Linked DNA regions of Dromaius novaehollandiae: region 1 is linked to region 2. A link is a contact called in public Hi-C data. All regions are on one chromosome and are shown on one strand. Each heading gives the region's core, a stretch centred on a gene start, on an enhancer-like site or on the middle of the called end of the contact. The rest is flanking DNA. Distances are from core to core; before and after follow the strand shown.

The links. A called contact is a pair of places that touch in the nucleus more often than the background predicts.
Region 1: a Hi-C map of liver shows a contact between it and region 2, with 8 times the contacts expected there. The contact joins the promoter of HSPA9 here to the promoter of LRRTM2 in region 2. A contact is called at or near these places in 3 of 4 Hi-C or Micro-C datasets (brain, liver and ovary).

Annotation. Positions count from the first base shown.
Region 1 is chr15:3,561,188-3,564,607 of bDroNov1.hap1, reverse strand. It overlaps HSPA9 (heat shock protein family A (Hsp70) member 9), which reads right to left and starts at 2,077. Exons shown (of 17, transcript XM_064520812.1): 1 at 1,887-2,077; 2 at 517-575. The coding sequence starts at 2,045.
Region 2 is chr15:3,322,812-3,326,269 of bDroNov1.hap1, reverse strand. It overlaps LRRTM2 (leucine rich repeat transmembrane neuronal 2), which reads right to left and starts at 1,409. Exons shown (of 2, transcript XM_026097706.2): 1 at 1,002-1,409; 2 at 1-240. The coding sequence starts at 1,031. The region is part of intron 7 of CTNNA1 (catenin alpha 1); the gene reads left to right.

The sequences.
Region 1 (3,420 bases), core at 828-3,327, 240 kb before region 2:
AGGGGAATAACTGTTATCTTACAACAATTTGCTGCACCTATTTTTTTTTTTTTTGTATGTAAAACAGGGAATCCCTAAACACATTTTGTAGAGACTACTCCTGGTGGGGGTATGGGAGAAAAAAAATTCTTAATGTTCCCCTGTAAAAATAAATAAATAAATGAGATAAAGATAGAACCTTAGAAAACTAACATTCATACGTTCTGGTTTTACTTCTTTTTCAGCAGCTGCTGAGGTGAGGAAGAAAAGATATGTGTATTTTATTGCTGTAGCTAATTGGTTCGTGGAGACTTCGTAAGCACTCTGTACTTACTGGAATTTTGCCTTTAAAAACAGTTCCGAATAGAAAACTTGTTACCAAACTTCTTAACTGCTCACGGAGTAGAAAACAGCAAGTCCAACTTGCTGTTTTTGTTCTGTTTCTCCATCTTTGACCCCAATAATCAGCTCTGGCATCAGGGTGACAGTAAAGATGATATCAAACCACAAGACATGAAAAAACAAGGAAAGACTTACGCATATTTTCTGCTTGATGCTGCTCTGAGAACATTTTGACTGAGGCCATTCCAGAATGTCTATAAAATAAAAATGTTCTAATGAAGTTCTAGTTTTCAATGTTAAGTTATCTTCAACCCATAACTTTTAGAAGTGGACTACTTACAAAATAAAATAGTTCTACTATGACACTGTACTTTTTAAATCTTAATTTAAAAATAAACAAGAATTTAATAAAATTTCAATTTGCCATATAGTCACAAAGCAATTACTGCCCTCGTTTGTCAGAGATACAACCAACCCCTATCACCAGGGTGAGCAAGTAATCTGTGAACATGCTACCGACTTAGCTGGCAAAAGATATTTCAGTAAGTTAACCTGAACCTTCAGCATGCAAAGAACAGCAGCAGATAAAAATTAACTCCATTCCTTGAAGCTTTATGCACTGTCAGCAACAAATGACTGACTACATCTTTTGAAGAAGCTGCGGTCAGTCTTTTGCAGTAACTCATAAAATTTTGCACTGGCCACAACTTTGCATGTCCAAGTCTGTAACTTGGAAAACTTTAGATATATCATCCTTTTTTCTGTTCTGAAAGTGAATTTTTAACAAAATATCTTCATGAGATAGGAGCACATCAAAACATGAATAATTTGCTAATTCTCCAAGACACTTGGCCTACCCCTACTCCATGAATGGGCAAGGGTGCAACAGTCCCGGGTTAGGGCAGGCGAGTGCAGGCTATCTGGAGCAGAAGCTGCTCAGTAAGAGACAGAGAACAGCAGGACCAGCATGAAGAGCTGTAATTTTTGATGTCCGTATCTGCTTATAATATTTCTCTGCCAGTCTTTTCCAACTTGATACCTGCTATTACTTTTACATGAAAAAAAAAACCCAAACTACAAAGTACAATATAAAATAACACACATGCACACAGACAACCCCCCCCATCCCCCCGCAAAACAAGGCCCTGAGCAGCCTTGCCATGCTCTTCCTTGGGAACAAACCCAGGTGCACGGAAACCACGCTTTCAGCACCCTGTCCCAGCTCACCCACCACGCTTGACACCCATTACGCGGTTTCTGGTGAAAACCTCGGTATTTGCAGCGCGGAGAGCCCGAGGAGGCCCCGCAGGCTCGGCGGCCACATCCCCCCGCCGCGGGGCGCTCGGCCCCGGGCCCAGCGACCCCGCAGAGCGGACTAGGCCCGACCCCGCCCGGGCCGGGCCTCCGAGCGGCCGCGGCCACCCCTGCCCACCCCCCCAGCGCCCCCCCCCTCCAGCGCCGCCCGCGGCCCCCTCACCGCCCCCTTCAATCCCCTTCGTCCCCCGGCCCTCAGCGCCGCCCCCCCCCCCCGGGCCGCCGGTGCCCGGCCCGCGGCGGCGCCGCACCTGCGCGAGGCCGGGGGCGGCGGGGCCGGGCCCGCCGCACGGCAGCAGGCGGGGGAGGCGCGCGGCGGCGCGGCTGGCGCTGAGCATGGCGGGCGGCGGCGGAGCGGGCGGCCAAGAGACGAGGGTGCGCGCGGCGCTTCTGGAAACCTCCACCCACATGGGCCGCGGCGGGGGGAGCGCCCGCGCCGCAGGACCCCTCGCGCGGGCTGCCCCGGCAGCCGCCTGACCCCCGCCCGCGCCTTCGGGGCTCCGCTCGGAGGCGAAGGGCACGGCACAGCTGCGCGCCGCCCTCCCGAGCACTCGAGGGAGCCTCCCCGGCGCGGGCGGCACGGACTGGGGGAAGCGCGGGTGTCTAAGCGGCCCTCTGCGCGCCGGCACAGCGGCGGGCAGCCTAGGTCCTTCGTGCAGTCGCGCACTCAAGGTCGGACAGGATAAAGCGCAGGGCGATTGCAGCGGCCTTGCGTCAGGGGGCCGCGATGCGCATGCGCAGCCAGAGCCCGGACTCCGCATGCGCGGGGCAGCGAGGGCCCCGGCGCGTGCACGGGCAAGAGCGCGCGCTGCGGCGCTAGTGCGGCTGCGCCGAGCGAGCCGCGCTGCGGAGCCCGCGCATGCGCTGGAAGGCGCGTTGCCGGGGCGGGTGGAGCGGGGCTGGGCGGGAAGCTCGGGGGCGCCAGGGAGCCCCTCGGGGGCCCTGGGCAGCCCCTCGGGCCGTGCCCCACACGCCGCGCTGGCGGGCAGGCTTCAGTCCGGGCTGGGCCTGGCACCACCGCTCCCGTGTCCTCCCCCCCGGCGCGGCCCGTTGGTGCCTTTTCCCCAAAGGCCTGTGAAAATTCACGTTAAAAATGGGGGCAGAGTCCAGCGCTGGTGTTGCACTGATGTACGCACATGCGCTCCTTGCTTTAGAAAACCCATTTTTGTTGCCAGATGCCCCTGCGCCCGGTGGTGCGGAGGCTCCTCATGGCACCCGGCGCTGGCCCCTGTCAGCCGAGGTGGCACAGGCCAAGGTGGCCTCTCCCCAGGCCCGTGGGCTGCGCAACTGCCTCAGCTCCATCCAGCCTGGGCCGCAGGTTTGTGCTGTGGGACCAGGATCTGTCACTATGGCCCAACAGATACCAGCCACTATGCCTGATAACTGAGCTGAGATTAGAGGACGTGAGTGGTAACTGCTGGGTCGGATTGCTTCCGCACGGATGACAAAACCTGACCTCATCTCTCGGGCATCTTTATTCATGTAAAATACGCAGCCCGGGGTGCCTGGGATGGGCCACCTCTCATCCAGAAACCAAAGGGAATGCATGACTGTCACCCTCTCCCGCGACCAGAAAGGGGCAGCAGACAGCCACGCTACCACTGCATTTCAGGGTATTTCATGAATTAGAAGCCCAGAAGAAAGACAGCTTAATTCAAATCACTGACAACTCCCAAGTATTGGCAAGGCTGTAATTAAAGCACAAACACACTTAGAAGTAGCTCTCCGGGAGCTCTGTCTGCACCACTCCTCCCTGCTTGCTTTTTATCTCCAGGACAAGAAAGG
Region 2 (3,458 bases), core at 160-2,659:
ATGAGCAAAATTAATCTTTGTCAGCTGGTTGTGCTCTAGGTGAAGTTCCCTCAGTTTGATTAATCCTGCAAATCCATTGCGAGCCAAACTTCGCAAGCGATTTGTGCTCAAATCCAGAAACTCCAAGCTACGGCAGTCCCAGAAAAGGCGGACCGGGATAGTCCGCAGGGAGTTGGAACGTAAATGCAAGGTTTGTAGTTTGCGAAGGCCATAGAACAACTCCGGGTGCAGAGAGGACAACTGATTAAAAGAGAGGTCCAAATTTTGCAGGTTAAGCAGCTGGCTAAAAGTTGTGTTTGGCAAATGAAAGATTTTGTTGGAACTTAAGACTAATTCCTTAAGTTTATACAGTCCTTGAAAAGAATCTTCTCTTACTGTTGAAATTTGATTATGATCTAAGTGAAGCCAAGTAAGTTGACTGAAGCTTGCAAATTGATCCCTTTCAAGTTCAGTAATATAATTGTGCCTCAATGACAAACCTAGAGAGCCCTTTTCAGTGGTGTTTGGCACTGAGTGAAACCCCTGAGAGTCACAGTAAAAGAGCAGCTTCTCACAGCGACATTTTGGTGGACAAGCCATGCCCAAGGCAGGCAGCATTTTTAAAACCATACTCATTGCATATAGTGCTGCCAGCATACGAGCCCCTAATGGCCACTTGAAATGTAAGCCTGCAGAATATAATTTAGGGAAACAACAAGATAGGATAGCCTTATCAGTATACTTTGAACATCACCATGGAAGATTTCACTGCAGATAACATTGCCATGCATTTCCGAAAAGCTAATTCTAAATGCAAGAAACAACTTTATGCTACATACAGAATACTTGGATATTATACTTAGGGTGAGTCTTTATCGGTATTACGGAGGATTACAGTCTCACAATCTGAGAACAGTTTTCATAAGGTTCAGTTCAGAAAAACTGGCTTTAGTACCTGACTGCTGCTTTAAAACATAGCTGTTCGTTCATTATACAAGATAGAGAGAAATGTGTAAACTTACCCATTCTTTTGAGTACATTGGAGGTTGCATTCAGTCGTAGTTTTAGACTCAACGCCGTGAGTCTGTGGAAGGCTCTAATGCGAGATTGCCTTTGAATAATTTACTGGGTTTAGTGTCCTTTGATATTAGTGCAAAATTGAATCCACGATCCTCTCCTAAAGTATTCCTTTTGAAATCGCTGGCTTGATCTCCTCTGACAGGTCTGTGATTTTTAAATCAATGCTTAATACAAGTTTTTGTCCTCTGTGACTGCTCAGCTGTTTAATTGAAGCTCCCGATGTCGTTTTCCGCAGCTGTGGCTTCCTTTAGTCCTAACTTGTTGATGGCAGATGGGTGGCTTATTGCTGAGAGAAGCTCCTGTGGTAGCATGAGTGCGTTTACTGAAAAGCTTTTCAGGGCAGCGGTACAAGAATGGGTTTGCTTATGTGCCGCGACCACGCAGGACTGTATATAGGCTGACGTCACCTGGTGACGTTCCTTTTGTTTGGGTTTTCCAGAAGCTTTGCTGTTTTAAAGCATTGTGGTGCATACTGTGATCACGTTAAAGACCACTGGGGGGGGGGGGGGGATAAATCCACCGGAGGAGTCCTTCGTCCCCACAATTTGAGGAACGGGAGTGACTTGTCACCACCCACCGCTTCCCCCTCCCTATTAGGTCTTTGCTAGTTTTATTCGGATGACATTAAAAGCAGCGGAGAGCTGCAGTTGGAAGCGTCTTTAACGCGAGCTGCTGCCAATTTTCTGTTAGGTTTTGCTGCATGAAAGGAACTTTAAGGCGTAAAGTGTACGCGGCTTGAATGGGCGAAGGCTGATTAGCAGCAGCTTTTCGCGGAGGTGAGAATGATTTGGCAGTTTAAAGCTCCGCAGCCCGACCGCGTGTGCCCGGCGTCCGCGCGGGCGTGCCCGAGGGAGCGCTCCTCCAGGCGGGCCGGGAGCTCGGGGCGGGCGGCCAGCCCCTTCGCCCACCCCGAAGCACAGCGCCCGGGGCTGCCGTTTAAAGCGGTGAGAAATTTCTGGAAAAAAAGTAAAGCTTGCGTAAGAGCACGGGAAAAATTTCATTGGACTCCAGCTTGACAGCATGCAGTTATGAAACTAGAAAACCTAATTTTTTTTTTTTCTCCAAAAACTCTTGCTTTTGTACTGACTGATTTGTTCCTGGGGGCTGGAGTGTAGGAGACGGAGCTGCGGGTTTGGCGTTTACAGCTGGGGCTCGGAGCAGTTGGAAGGCTTCACCACGGCCGTGCTGCCCGGGAAAAGGTGGGCCCTGCTTCCGCTGGGATGGCGTGCCGGCCCGGGGCCAGGCTAGAGCGACTTGCCCTGCCGCAGCGTCTCGCAGACGCTTTCCTGGGGTTTCTTTCTGGTGTGCGCAGGAGACCATTCGGTGAGGCCGCTCTGGCCTTGGCTCCAGTGGGAACGAGCCCCGGGGGGGGATTCGCGCCCTTCCTCCAGCTCCTTGAATAAGCACTTGTCTCTCATTTTCACTATGAGACATGAAGCAATCATGTACTATTATAAAATACTGTGCAACAGTGAGGTGGCATTTGTGGTCTCGAAATCTGGAAAGAACTGAGAAGAATAAACTGCCCTTTCTGATGGGGAGGGGACACGGAGATGAATTGTGCCAAAAGGAGGTTTGGAAGAGGCCACCTACCCTTGTGACTAGACTTTGGTCCCTTAGAGGGAGTCACATTTAGGCTAAACTTGTTTTCTGCCTGCTTCTCTCTGTCCTCCAGTTAAATTGTAGCGCTGATTGCAGTACATCATTTCTGCGGTGGATTGTCCTTTCCCAAGTGGAGCTGTAACTTAAGGGAAGTATGAAGCAGCAAGCAAAGGGATGGAGAAGGTGGACAGTAAAAGAACACACTCATAATGCAGCTGGCTTTAACGATAAAGCAAATGAGAACTTGCTAGCTAAATTTGTTCAACTGCTCTGTCATCATAAATATTTTCACATTTGCTCTAGGTTGAAAGAAATACTTGCAAATAAGTCACACACACCTATTTAAAGAGTTTCTTCAGAGTCAGTATTCACTTTGCAGAAAAAGAAAATGATACAAGCAAAAATGCAGCCGAAGCCATCGGTTGCCAGTTGCCTCTTGGCACTGCTGTGACACTGTGCCCGTAGTTATGCTTATAGCAGCTAGTCTGGTGCAAAATCCTGTTTTCAAGTGTTGATTCACATTTTAGTAACTTTTAAAAACAACATTGCAAGGGTGCAATTAATAAAATGGTAAAAAAAGCTGCAAGATCACCTGTTACTACCGCCTTGTGCTGCCTCCTTACGTTATCACCAGGAGTCTGAATTTAGATTTTGGGGGAATGGTTTTGCCTTTTAGCATCAGTAGCTGTTGGTGGGTTCCTCCCACCTTAAGATTGTGTAATTTGGTGCAGAGTGAAGAGTTAATGTTCAAACACAGTAAGTTGCTTCCTTTCTAAAGCACTGAATGCCTTGGCTCC